Regions from separate parts of the Mus musculus genome. Here regions 2 and 3 are each linked to region 1. A link is a contact called in public Hi-C and HiChIP or PLAC-seq data. All regions are on one chromosome and are shown on one strand. Each heading gives the region's core, a stretch centred on a gene start, on an enhancer-like site or on the middle of the called end of the contact. The rest is flanking DNA. Distances are from core to core; before and after follow the strand shown. Region 1 has its middle 50 kb from the start of Dusp4. Region 2 overlaps Gm46038 (a long non-coding RNA gene). Region 3 has its middle 10 kb from the start of Gm33831.

Evidence for each region. A called contact is a pair of places that touch in the nucleus more often than the background predicts. HiChIP or PLAC-seq counts read pairs in DNA pulled down with a chosen protein or histone mark.
Region 2: a Hi-C map of bone marrow-derived macrophages shows a contact between it and region 1, with 32 read pairs. The contact joins two enhancer-like sites. A contact is called at or near these places in 2 of 15 datasets of contacts at CTCF or cohesin (CD8 T cells and large pre-B cells), 12 of 484 Hi-C or Micro-C datasets (B cells, CD8 T cells, the HL-1 cell line and 7 more), 9 of 115 datasets of contacts at active chromatin or transcription factors (CD8 T cells, embryonic stem cells, extraembryonic endoderm stem cells and 4 more) and 1 of 9 other capture datasets (embryonic stem cells).
Region 3: an H3K27ac HiChIP or PLAC-seq map of thymic regulatory T cells shows a contact between it and region 1, with 3 times the contacts expected there. The contact joins two enhancer-like sites. A contact is called at or near these places in 2 of 484 Hi-C or Micro-C datasets (the N1E-115 cell line and nephron progenitors) and 3 of 115 datasets of contacts at active chromatin or transcription factors (CD8 T cells, regulatory T cell precursor and thymic regulatory T cells).

What each region holds. Positions count from the first base shown.
Region 1 is chr8:34,755,642-34,759,139 of GRCm38.p6, reverse strand. No RefSeq gene overlaps it. Among named protein-coding and RNA genes, the nearest start is that of Dusp4, 50 kb to the left of the region's middle. Within about 2 kb of position 2,054, at least 27 of the 459 cell types and tissues checked have an H3K27ac peak or open chromatin away from gene starts, as enhancers often do. A contact at or near this core is called in CD8 T cells, the HL-1 cell line, bone marrow-derived macrophages and 3 more, where this site is marked.
Region 2 is chr8:34,484,191-34,487,329 of GRCm38.p6, reverse strand. The region is part of intron 2 of Gm46038 (a long non-coding RNA gene); the gene reads right to left. Among named protein-coding and RNA genes, the nearest start is that of Gm40489, 3.2 kb to the left of the region's middle. Within about 2 kb of position 1,854, at least 20 of the 459 cell types and tissues checked have an H3K27ac peak or open chromatin away from gene starts, as enhancers often do. A contact at or near this core is called in CD8 T cells, the HL-1 cell line, bone marrow-derived macrophages and 2 more, where this site is marked.
Region 3 is chr8:34,395,301-34,398,932 of GRCm38.p6, reverse strand. No RefSeq gene overlaps it. Among named protein-coding and RNA genes, the nearest start is that of Gm33831, 10 kb to the right of the region's middle. Within about 2 kb of position 1,297, at least 62 of the 459 cell types and tissues checked have an H3K27ac peak or open chromatin away from gene starts, as enhancers often do. A contact at or near this core is called in CD8 T cells and thymic regulatory T cells, where this site is marked.

The DNA of each region.
Region 1 (3,498 bases), core at 805-3,304:
AGAATGTAGTTCACTGGATTTCGCTTAGATTCATCTCAGGAAACAATCCTCTAAAACAGGGCTTAAGCTGGTTAAATGTTAGATTCTTACTGGATGGTGGTGGCACACACACCATTAATCACAAAACTCAAGACGCAAAGAAGCGCCGGGCATGGTGGCGCACGCCTTTAATCCCAGCACTTGGGAGGCAGAGGCAGGTGGATCTCTGAGTTCGAGGCCAGCCTGGTCTACAAAGTGAGTTCCAGGACAGCCAGGGCTATACAGAGAAACCCTGTCTCGAAAAAAAAAAAAAAAAAAAAAGACGCAAAGAAGCAGGTGGATCTCTGAGTTCGAGACCAGCCTGGTCTACAGAGAGAGAGCCAGGACAGGACAGTCAGAGCTACACAAAGAAACCCTGTCTCAAGAAACAAAAATAAGACAAACGAAAGTGTCGGCTTCTTTACAGCTATGTGTTTAAAAAAAACCAAACAAACCATTTCTGTTACTTTAAGTATGTATCACACATGCCCCAGTGCTTAATCAATAAATAGAATCTTCAAAAGGGCAAGGATTATGTCCCTTTTGATCAATTTACATTCTAACAAGTTTAGTTGCTGGCTGTCTTAGTTGCTTTTTTCTGCTCTAACAAAAACATCACGACTGAGGCATCTTTGTCCTTTTTTCTTTCTTTCTTTATATCTAAGTACACTGTAGCTGTCTTTAGACACACCAGAAGAGGGTGTCAGATCTCATTACAGATGGTTGTGAACCACCATGTGGTTGCTGGGATTTGAACTCAGGACCTTCGGAAGAGCAGTCCGTGCTCTTAACTCCATCTCTCCAGCCCCACAACCGAGGCATCTTATAAAAGAAAATGTTTAACTGGGCTCATGGTTTCACAAGGTAAGAAGCCATGATGGCAGAGCAAAGGCATGGTACTGGGAGAAGCTGGAAGCTCACATCTGGATCCACAAGCAGGAGACACACACAGAGCACACTGGGAATAATAGTTCAAGTCATTTGAAACCTCAAAGCCCACCACCACTGATACATCTGCTCTGAGGGGGATCCTGCAGGTATCCATGCAGGCAGTGATCTTTGAAGAGATGAGAATGAAAACCCAGTTGAGATTGATTAGACTTCGGGGAGTCTAATGCCAGGCTGCTCATTGTCAGCATATTTAAACGGCAGTACAATTTGGGGGAAAGTTCCCATTCCCGGTGCACAATAAAGCTGAATGTGTGGCTACACAGAGACTCCTTTACAAAGTACATGTGACCATGAAAGTGAGATTTATAGCTAGTAGGCTTAGAAGCTAGCATGATCTCTTGACTCAATAGCATAAAGATCAGCAGGCTACAAAATATTATGGCATGTCTACAAAGTATGGGTTTAACTGGGAGCTAAGGAGGGACAGAGAGTCTGGGGTAGACATTCTTGGTGACTTAGGTGAGATCTGCCTCTAGAGCAAAAGGCGGGTGAGGTCTGCCTCCACAGATACCAAAAAGGTCACCAGGTCCTTAACAAAATCCACTTCCAGACTTCAGGGTGGGAAAACCGGTATCCTGTCTTCTTCACATCACCTAATCCATCTCAAGCAATTCCATCTACTGGGCAGTGCCTCTTCAAACATGTGACCTTTGGAGGCCATTCTCATTCAAAGCACCACATCTTGCTTTTGCAGTTGAGACATGTATCATTAGTTTAAAAAATTTGAACAAAATCTCATTCCTCTTTGATGCTCCCACTGTGGCTGGTCTGTGGATCTTTCAACTTTGTTTGTGTGTGTATGTGTGTGTGTGTGTGTGTGTGTGTCTGTGTGACACACACACACAAAGAGAGAGAGAGAGAGAGAGAGAGAGAGAGAGAGAGAGAGAGAGAGAGAGAGAGAGCGCTTGTATGTATGTGTCAGACTTGTTAAGATTTTGAACAAAGCTTATGCTGTCACAGTGGAAGTCATTTAAAAACTGAAAAATGACACAACTTGACATACCCCATTGGCAATTCCTTGCTAGCCTCATTTATGTAGACTCCAGCTTCCTGTCTCCAGTGGTGTCTTACAGCGGTGAGTCAGTATGTCCTGTGGTGTAGACAGTCTATCCTGTCTAACCTTAGCCCTATCAACTTCTTTGCCTTCTGGAGGAAGTCTTAGGAAGAAGATGAATCTTTCAGAGTTGCTTAGCAGTCTGAGCCCCTTCTGTGGATGGTTCTTGGATCCTGGTTCTGTTACTTCTGTCATCCAGTTCCTGATTTCTGGGATGACCTTCAAGGTCACCTCCACTCTGCCTAGCTGGAAGGAGAGGGTGAGAGAAGTCATGGAAGAGGGCTGCATGCCAGGCTTCTGTGCAGCCAACTTAAAGGAGATCCGAGAGCCTTTGGCACAGACTCTCCTCACCACGGTTCCAGTACCTGGCCATCAAAGCACAAGGGAGCTGGAGACACTGGTTGGGCATCTGCTCCTAGCAGTCTCTCTCCACTTCGGCAAAGGATATGGGTCTTCACTGAGCCCCTAACTGCCTTCTTCTTAGAATCATGATCATCATGCCCTATCTAGTTTAACAGTGGCCTCTTCTTGAGGACATCAATATGTTATATTGCATGGAGATATTAAAGCCCAAGTTACAGTCGTTTAGGAGATTCCAGTGTTGGGATTCAAATTTGGTCAGTCTGATTCTAAAGTCAAGTAATCTCAGTTTTTTATGTCACACAGCTACGGTAAGGTTGGCATGTTTGAGTCACCAGTGACCAAAATGAAACCCAAGGATGTGCACCTGACGTTCCTCTTTGTTTTTCTCAGTTTCTTTTACAACAGCACTAAAGAAAAGGCCCAAGGTTCTAAGTAGTTTTGACAATTGTCACATCATCCTTAGCCACTTCCGTCTCAATTATCTAGAATCCAGCCTAGGTAGCTTCATTTATTTTCAAGATCCAATGACCATTCATTTTAATATAACTCTCTCACACATTTATTTTCAAACCCAAAATGTTATCTCAGCATTAACTGCTGGTTTTAATTCAGTCCTCCATAAGCATTCCCAATCCAACATACCCCCAAAACAAAGGCATTGACCTTATATCCCTGAGACCTATGCCTTCAGGTAGGCTTGCCAACAGCTCACCAGCTTTGATTAGCTTCTCAAGGGGTGGATGCTTGGCTTCTCTCTCCCCCTCCCTCCTCTTTCTTTTTCTCCCCCCCCCCACCAGTACTGGGGTCTGCAGCCAGGGCCTCATGAGTGCTAGACAATGTATTACCACCAAGCTGTATTCCTTCACTCAGACTTTTGTTTTTCCATTGCTGCTAACTTCTTAAAGATGAAGTCCACAGCTACTTTGCATGTTTTCTAGACAGGCCAAATGTCACCACTCTTGCCTATAGGGCCCAGGGACTTTTTTGAGATGGTGATGATCATCCTAAGGAAACGCCCTCCCCCATACGTCTTCTTTTCTTACTTTCTGTTTGACGTTGAGGAGGTGGACAACCTTCAAACCATGCTCATCCTTGGGGCCTCTGGCATGGCT
Region 2 (3,139 bases), core at 605-3,104, 270 kb after region 1:
TTACTTCAGCCTTTCCAACAAAAAGGGAAAAGCGGGAATTGCAGCGCCGCTGAACAAAAATGATTTCCACACTCTCCTGGTTCAAATGAGTCTTTTTAGTGCCCTGCTCCCACCCCCTCCAAACACCAAGATGGGACCTTCTCTTTATGCACACAATTGTTCATCTCTAACAATGCACTTCTGCTGGGAAGGGACCCAGCGCTGGAACCTGAAGGGCTTCCACTAGGCTGGCACAAACCCCTTTGCCATCTGATTTAGAGAGGGTCCTCTCTTCTGTCTAGAAAGACATTGTTTTGCTTTGATTGAAAGGTTGATAGCAACCGCGGTATACATTCAGCGACTCGCTGTGATGTGGGTGGCACTCTCCATTGTCTCTACTGATTATACTGGCTGGTTCTGAATTGCGTTCCCACACTGAGGCGCCCCTATGGAAGACACGGACACTGAGCATGCCACAGACAGCGGTTCAGAAAGCTCCATTAGAGCCTCTCTCCGCTCTGCCTCCATTCACCCTCTGGGTGGTAACAGGAAAGGGCTTCAGCATTGAAGAGCACGAGGAAGGGAAATGAATGACCAGAAACTCAGATGGGAAAAGAGATGCTGACACAGGCCCGGGGAACAAGTGACCCTGCCCCAGCAGAGAAAAAGACTGGCAGTTTCAGGGCTTGTGGCTCTAGGGTGAAGCACGTGAGCACCCTTGGGTTGGGGCTCATCTCAACGTTTAGGGTTTGTTTTTTACTTCAGGAAACAAGCTTAGAGAGATTTCAAAACAACCTGCTTCAAATGCCTCGCAGTGTGTGGGTAAGAAGGGACTGGCCTTCATGTTCCCTCTCACAGCGTGCTACTTCTCAAATGTGTTATTTTTCCTTCACCGTTTTCTCCTCAGACCTTCTCCGTGGCTTGAAATGAAAACTCAACCTTTGGAGCCAGCAAGGCCTCTGTGGTCCACAGAAGGCTCTCGGTGCATATTGATCAATAAAGACCCTGTTCTGTGTCTCAAAACCAGAGAGCTTCAGGCCCTCTCCAAACCAGTCCTATATCAGCTGTACAATCTCAGGGAAATCCCTGACAGAGGTTCCTGACAGGGCTCTCGGGTTCCCTTTCTGTAAAATGGGGATGGGGATAATACCGCCGGGAGGAAGGGGGCGGTGACTGAGAATAAGGTAACGCTTATAGGATAGCTGGCGCCATGCTATTTTTAAGTCAGGCATGAGCTAATTCTTCAAGAAAGGGAAGTAAAGACATGGAGGAGTAACTTGGCCTTGAAGTGTTGAAATCTAGGATGTCTACAGTCTCTGGCAGGTGAGACAGTACCTCTTTCTGACTCCTCCATCATCACCTAGTCATGACGGTGCAAGTTTCAAAGGCCCGGTGAACATCATTCGCTTCAAATGCAGTATCTGAAGATGTTGGGGTTTTTTTTGTTTGTTTGTTTGTTTGTTTGTTTTGTTTTAATTATGGTAGGAACTAGAGAAGTGATTCACTGGATAGCATTTGCTCTATCAAACAAACCTAAAGCAGACTCGGTAGCACGCATCTGGAATCTCAGTGCTGCTGTGGTGGCATGGGTGGTGGAGACAGGAGAAATCTCTGGGAGCTCTAAGGCCAGCTAGCCTGCCAGCAGTCAGATACACATCGGTAGGCGAGGCTGACCTCTGATGTGAGCACGGGAGAGTGTGTGTGTGAGTGTGTGTGTGTGTGTGTGTGTGTGTGTGTGTGTGTGTGTGTGTGTGATATTTGAAAAGGAAGCTACATATGCAAGGATTGACTCTCTTCCCTCTTAGCCCTGTGAGCTGGACAATCTGTTTCACAGCCCAGCATTGCTTGCATAACAAAGGCTTGGGACCATTGACTGCCATCTTTCTGGGATTGATCCTAAAGAAGCTAGTCCCATGGTTGAATTGGATCGCACGACTCCAAATTGAATTTAAAACAAAATTTAGACAATACCTAGGGCTTCACGGTAGCACAACCCACAGGAGACACTGTCAACTGGTATGTCCACAGTAGTGAGTAAATGTGCTGCGATAGCCAAATGTTTTCTTCGCAGATGCTATAGCCTTCATGATCTATTTCCTTTCCAAAGCTCTGCTCAGTAGCAGCTATTTCTAAAGGGAAATCCATATTTCTATTGTTACCACTGCAGTATATAGTTCTAGTTAAACTGGAGTTTTTGACATTTAAGGAGAAGAGTGCCCCCTAGTGGAGGTAAATCCAATCCAGTGGTAGCCAGCAGGCCCCAGCGTTACAACCTATTAACTAGGACTCTCATTTGGGAGACTTCTATAATTCTCTTCCCAAAGACATGCATGGCTTAAGGGTCTATCACAAGATAGATGCTTTATTAGGAATAACAAAAAGAAGGTGGATGTTGTGTTTCCATGAAGGGTACCGACCATGTGGGGGAAAGGATTAAGAAAAAGATGGTGGTTGAGAATAGGCCTAGACAAAGTAAAATGGATCATGTCCTAGTTAGCTTGTCAACTTGACACAAGTGAGAGTTATTTGGGAAGAGGAACCTCATCTGGGAATACGCTCCCTTCAGCTTGCCTGTAGGCAAGTGTGCCGTGTATTCTCCTGATTCATGAATGATATGGGAAGGCCCAGCAGGTGGTCCTGGGTTGTATAAGAGCACAGGCTAAGCAAGCCATGAGACAGAAAGCCAGTAAGTGGCATTGCCCCCATGGCCTCAGTTCCTGCCTAAAGTTTCCTGCCCTGGGTTTTCTCAGGAATAGAGAGTAAAATGTAAGGTGCAGTTAACCTTTTCCTTCCCAAGTTGCCCTTGGGTGTGGTTTTTATCACAGCAATAGAAAGCAAGCCAGGCCAGGCGACAGGCAAGACCATACTTCTTCTTGCTTGCGCTTGATCTCAATCTCTCTCTCTCTCTCCCTCCCTTCTTCCCCCTCTCTGCCAGTGTGTGTGTGTGTGTGTGTGCTACATGTGTGCATGTGTGTGCAGAGGTCAACGGTCAACATCAGACGGCTTCTTCTATTGCTCTCTACTTTATCTTTTGAGACAGGGCTTTCCACAGAACCTGGGGTTCACTGCTTCAGCTGAGCTGACTGGCTAATAACCTCAAGAGATCCTCTCACCTCTCCACCAAGTGCTGTGGTCCTCAGACACTGCTGTGCACAGCGCC
Region 3 (3,632 bases), core at 48-2,547, 360 kb after region 1:
CCACCCTTGCCCCCAAAACCCATTTCTCCTGCCTGTGCAGGGAGCACTCAATACCAGAACTGCATCCAACAGTAAACAAAAGTCCAACACAAGCTGTATGTGTGCATTAGCCTGGCACACAGGAGATCAGTGCTTGTTGAGTGGATGGCTAAATGCATAAATAAGCAAGATGTAGGTTGCAGAGCGCAGGTAGAACTGTACCAGAGGCAAATAAAGTCTAGAAAATAGGGTTGAAAAGACAGCTCAGTGGGAGCAGTTGCCGCCTCTGCAGAGGACCTGAGTTCAGTTCCCAGCATTCCCACCAAGCAACTCACAATGGCCGTTAATTGCAGTTCCAGGAGATCTGACAGTGTCTGGGCTCCACAGGCACCTGCACACATGTGCTACACACATATAAACATGCAGGCATTTACACATATGCATCAAATAAAAATAAATAAATCTTAAAGATCTGGTAGAAAGCCAGGTGACATATTCACAGAGAGAAAACTTACATTTTCATGCCAACTGTCATAGCAAAGCTGTGACTTGTGGCACTAAAGAGTAAGTTGACACGCTAAAATATTCCCTATGCCAGGCTGATGCATGTGTGTATGTATGAAATGGGGTGTGGGGGCTTGGGGTTACTCACGGAAAATGCAGACACCAGGTAAGCCTGATTGTACACATTCAAACCTCTGTGTTCTTTGTCTCAACGGCCCACGTTTCCTGAGCAGGATATGTGTGGGTTGCTCTCATGTGGCCATTATTTTCGGCTCTCTCTTAAATATTTCAATTCCCATTCTATGAATGAATCAAAGGGAGGTTGCCTTGGCAACCGTTCACCTTTCTCTAATCAAGCCTCCTGAACAACCTCAAGTGGCTTCTAGAGATAAAAGCTCTCAGCACGTGCAGAGTCAAAAACCTCTCACACCGCTGCGGGGGGGGGGGGGGGGCGCTGGGACCAGAAGCGGCTAAACACCCTCCTCCCACCGCCTCTCGCTCCTGTAACCACAGCCATTCATGCTGGCAACTGAACACTGAGATGCAGTTCTGCAAAGGACAAAGGATAGTAAGGGGCTCTTTGACAAGGTGCTTGTGAACCTTCTCTTTCCCAGATAACCATGGCACTGCCCAGGGAGAAGCGGGTTCATCAAATCTTTCCTCTGCCAGTTACCCTGGGAAGTATTGTGTTCCGTTCTGGGCTCTAGCAGAAGGCTAGGAGTTTCATCAGGGACGTGCGCGCGCGCGCGCACACACACACACACACACACCCCAGACTCTAAGAAGGGAGGGAGAGTCCTTAGGGGCAAAGTGAAAGCACAGTCAGAAGTCAGTTTTGAAATCTGGGTCGCTTATCTTAGTAGGGAAAGAAACAACCTCGCTATTTGAAAACAAGGACATTACTGGGACTGGAGAGCTGATGGCTCAACAATAAAGAGCACAGGCCACTCTGGCAGAGAACACAGTTCAAATCCCAGCACCCACGAGGCAGCTCACAACCATCTTTAATTTCAGGTCCAGAAAGATACAACGCCCTCTTCTGGACTCTGTGGGCACTGCATGCACATAGTGCACAGATATACGAGCAGGCAAAATACCCATCTATAATATATCTTCTTATTTTACAATTTCAAAGAAGAGGAGGAGGAAGAGTGTCTCTGGCTCCCTATAGACATGGTGGTTTGGAAGTGAGAAGAAAGACCCCAATAGCAAAAACAGGGACCTCGAAGGTTTAGGTTTTTTGTATTTTTTTCTTGCCTATGGCTTGGGTTCCTGTCCTTAGGATTCTGTTAAATTTCTCCAGGATGCTGCTTCCTATAATGCTAGGCCTTGGTTGGAAATGATGGTGGGAAAGGCACCAAATGATCCTGTTCTGAAAGCACTCTTGTCCACTGCAGACAGAATACAGAGGTTAAGGTAGCGGCACAAGCCATTTCACTCTCAGAGCCAAAGCCTGACAGCCCTCCACAATGGCAGCAGGTCCTTCCACTGTGGTGTATACAAGAGCTTAATTTTCAGGTTAGCTCTGACTGTGAATGAAGAGATGAGTTGAGCATGGGAGAGGGATGTGTCAGGGACATCTGGTTTTGGACTGTACGAGATATATTTCTCCATAAGTATTTTCACAGATAAGTCTTACCCTGGAAAGTTTTAGGAGCTGCTAGAGGTCCCTTAAAAACTAATAGAAATAATAGAAAAAAATAATAATTTCAACATTAAACAGAATAACATATGAATTAAGACCAACTCCCAGCCAGATTTACAAAGCTTATAAACTGGTTTGGACTCATGAAACCTTTGGCAGGGTAGTAATATAATTTTTCCCTGGCTTATAATATGTTGAATGTTGCATACACAGACTTACACACGTGTAATACCCAAGGCAATTATTTACTACAGGAAAATTGGTTCAGAAGGACAGTACTGCCACACCTTGGTGACACTGGGGGATGGATCCTAGCATAGCCCTTGGAACGGCAGATATTCAGATTCCCTATAAAAATGGTATAACATATGCATGCAGCCTACTCAAATCTTCAAAACTCATTTCTAGATTATGGGTCCAATTGATGCAATGTAAAGATTAGGTGTGCTGCACTGCTCAGAGAACAGAGAAGAGGGACCACATAGTCTACACGTGTTCAAATACACATGCAGCTTTTCCCTGAATACTTTGTATCCATGAGTGACTGATTCTACAGGTACACAATCCCCACATAGGGAGAACTTTGATGTAAATCAAAGTTTACGGTATGACTTCATGTGTATAAAGCACCTATGGATCCATTTAGTGTAAACAATTCATTCAGTGTATAAATCAAAATTACAATATAACCAAACTACAAGGGTAGAAGGTCAAAAGAAGTGTGGGGAGAGGGCTGTATGATGTGTGTATACATATGTCATAGAAGCAAAGAAAGGACAGCTCATCTCTGTTTTATAGGCTAAAAAGTCATGATAAATAACTAACAACATAAGCACAAAAAGAGCCAACCTCAATGGAGACGATGTCCCCACCAGAATGGCCTGCGGATACCCCTATGGTGCATTTTCTCGGTTGATGAGAGAGTGTGGGAGGGTCCAGCTCACTATGGGTGGTACGACCCCGGGTCTGGTGGTTCTGGGTCCACAGTAAAACAGGCTGAGGGAGTTATGAGGATAAGCCAATAAACAGTATTCCTCCATGATCTCTGCTTCAGTTCCTGCTTCCTGGTTCCTGCCCCGACTTCTGTCAGTGATGGATGGTTACCAGGAGATATAAGCTGAAATAAACCCTTTCCTTCCCAAGTTGCTTTTGGCTATGGTGTTTTATCACTACAGTAGAAGCACTAAGACGGGGCCCTTAAGGGGAGTGGAAAGTAATACTTTTCCTGGCAAGTCTCAGAACATAACTTGTGTGTGTGTGTGTGTGTGCGCGCGCGTGTGTGTGTGTGTGTGTGTGTGTGTGTGTGTGTGTGTGTTGCACGCACATGAGTATATAGGTGTACAAATGGAGGCCAAAGGACATTGGTGTTTTAATCACATTGCACTGTGTTATTTTGAGGCAGGATCTCTCACTAAACTGGAAGCTTGTCTCAGGCTGGCAGGCCAGCAAGCTCGGGATCCGCCTGTCTCCACCCCATCAGTGCTCAGATTCCAGACTCACATAC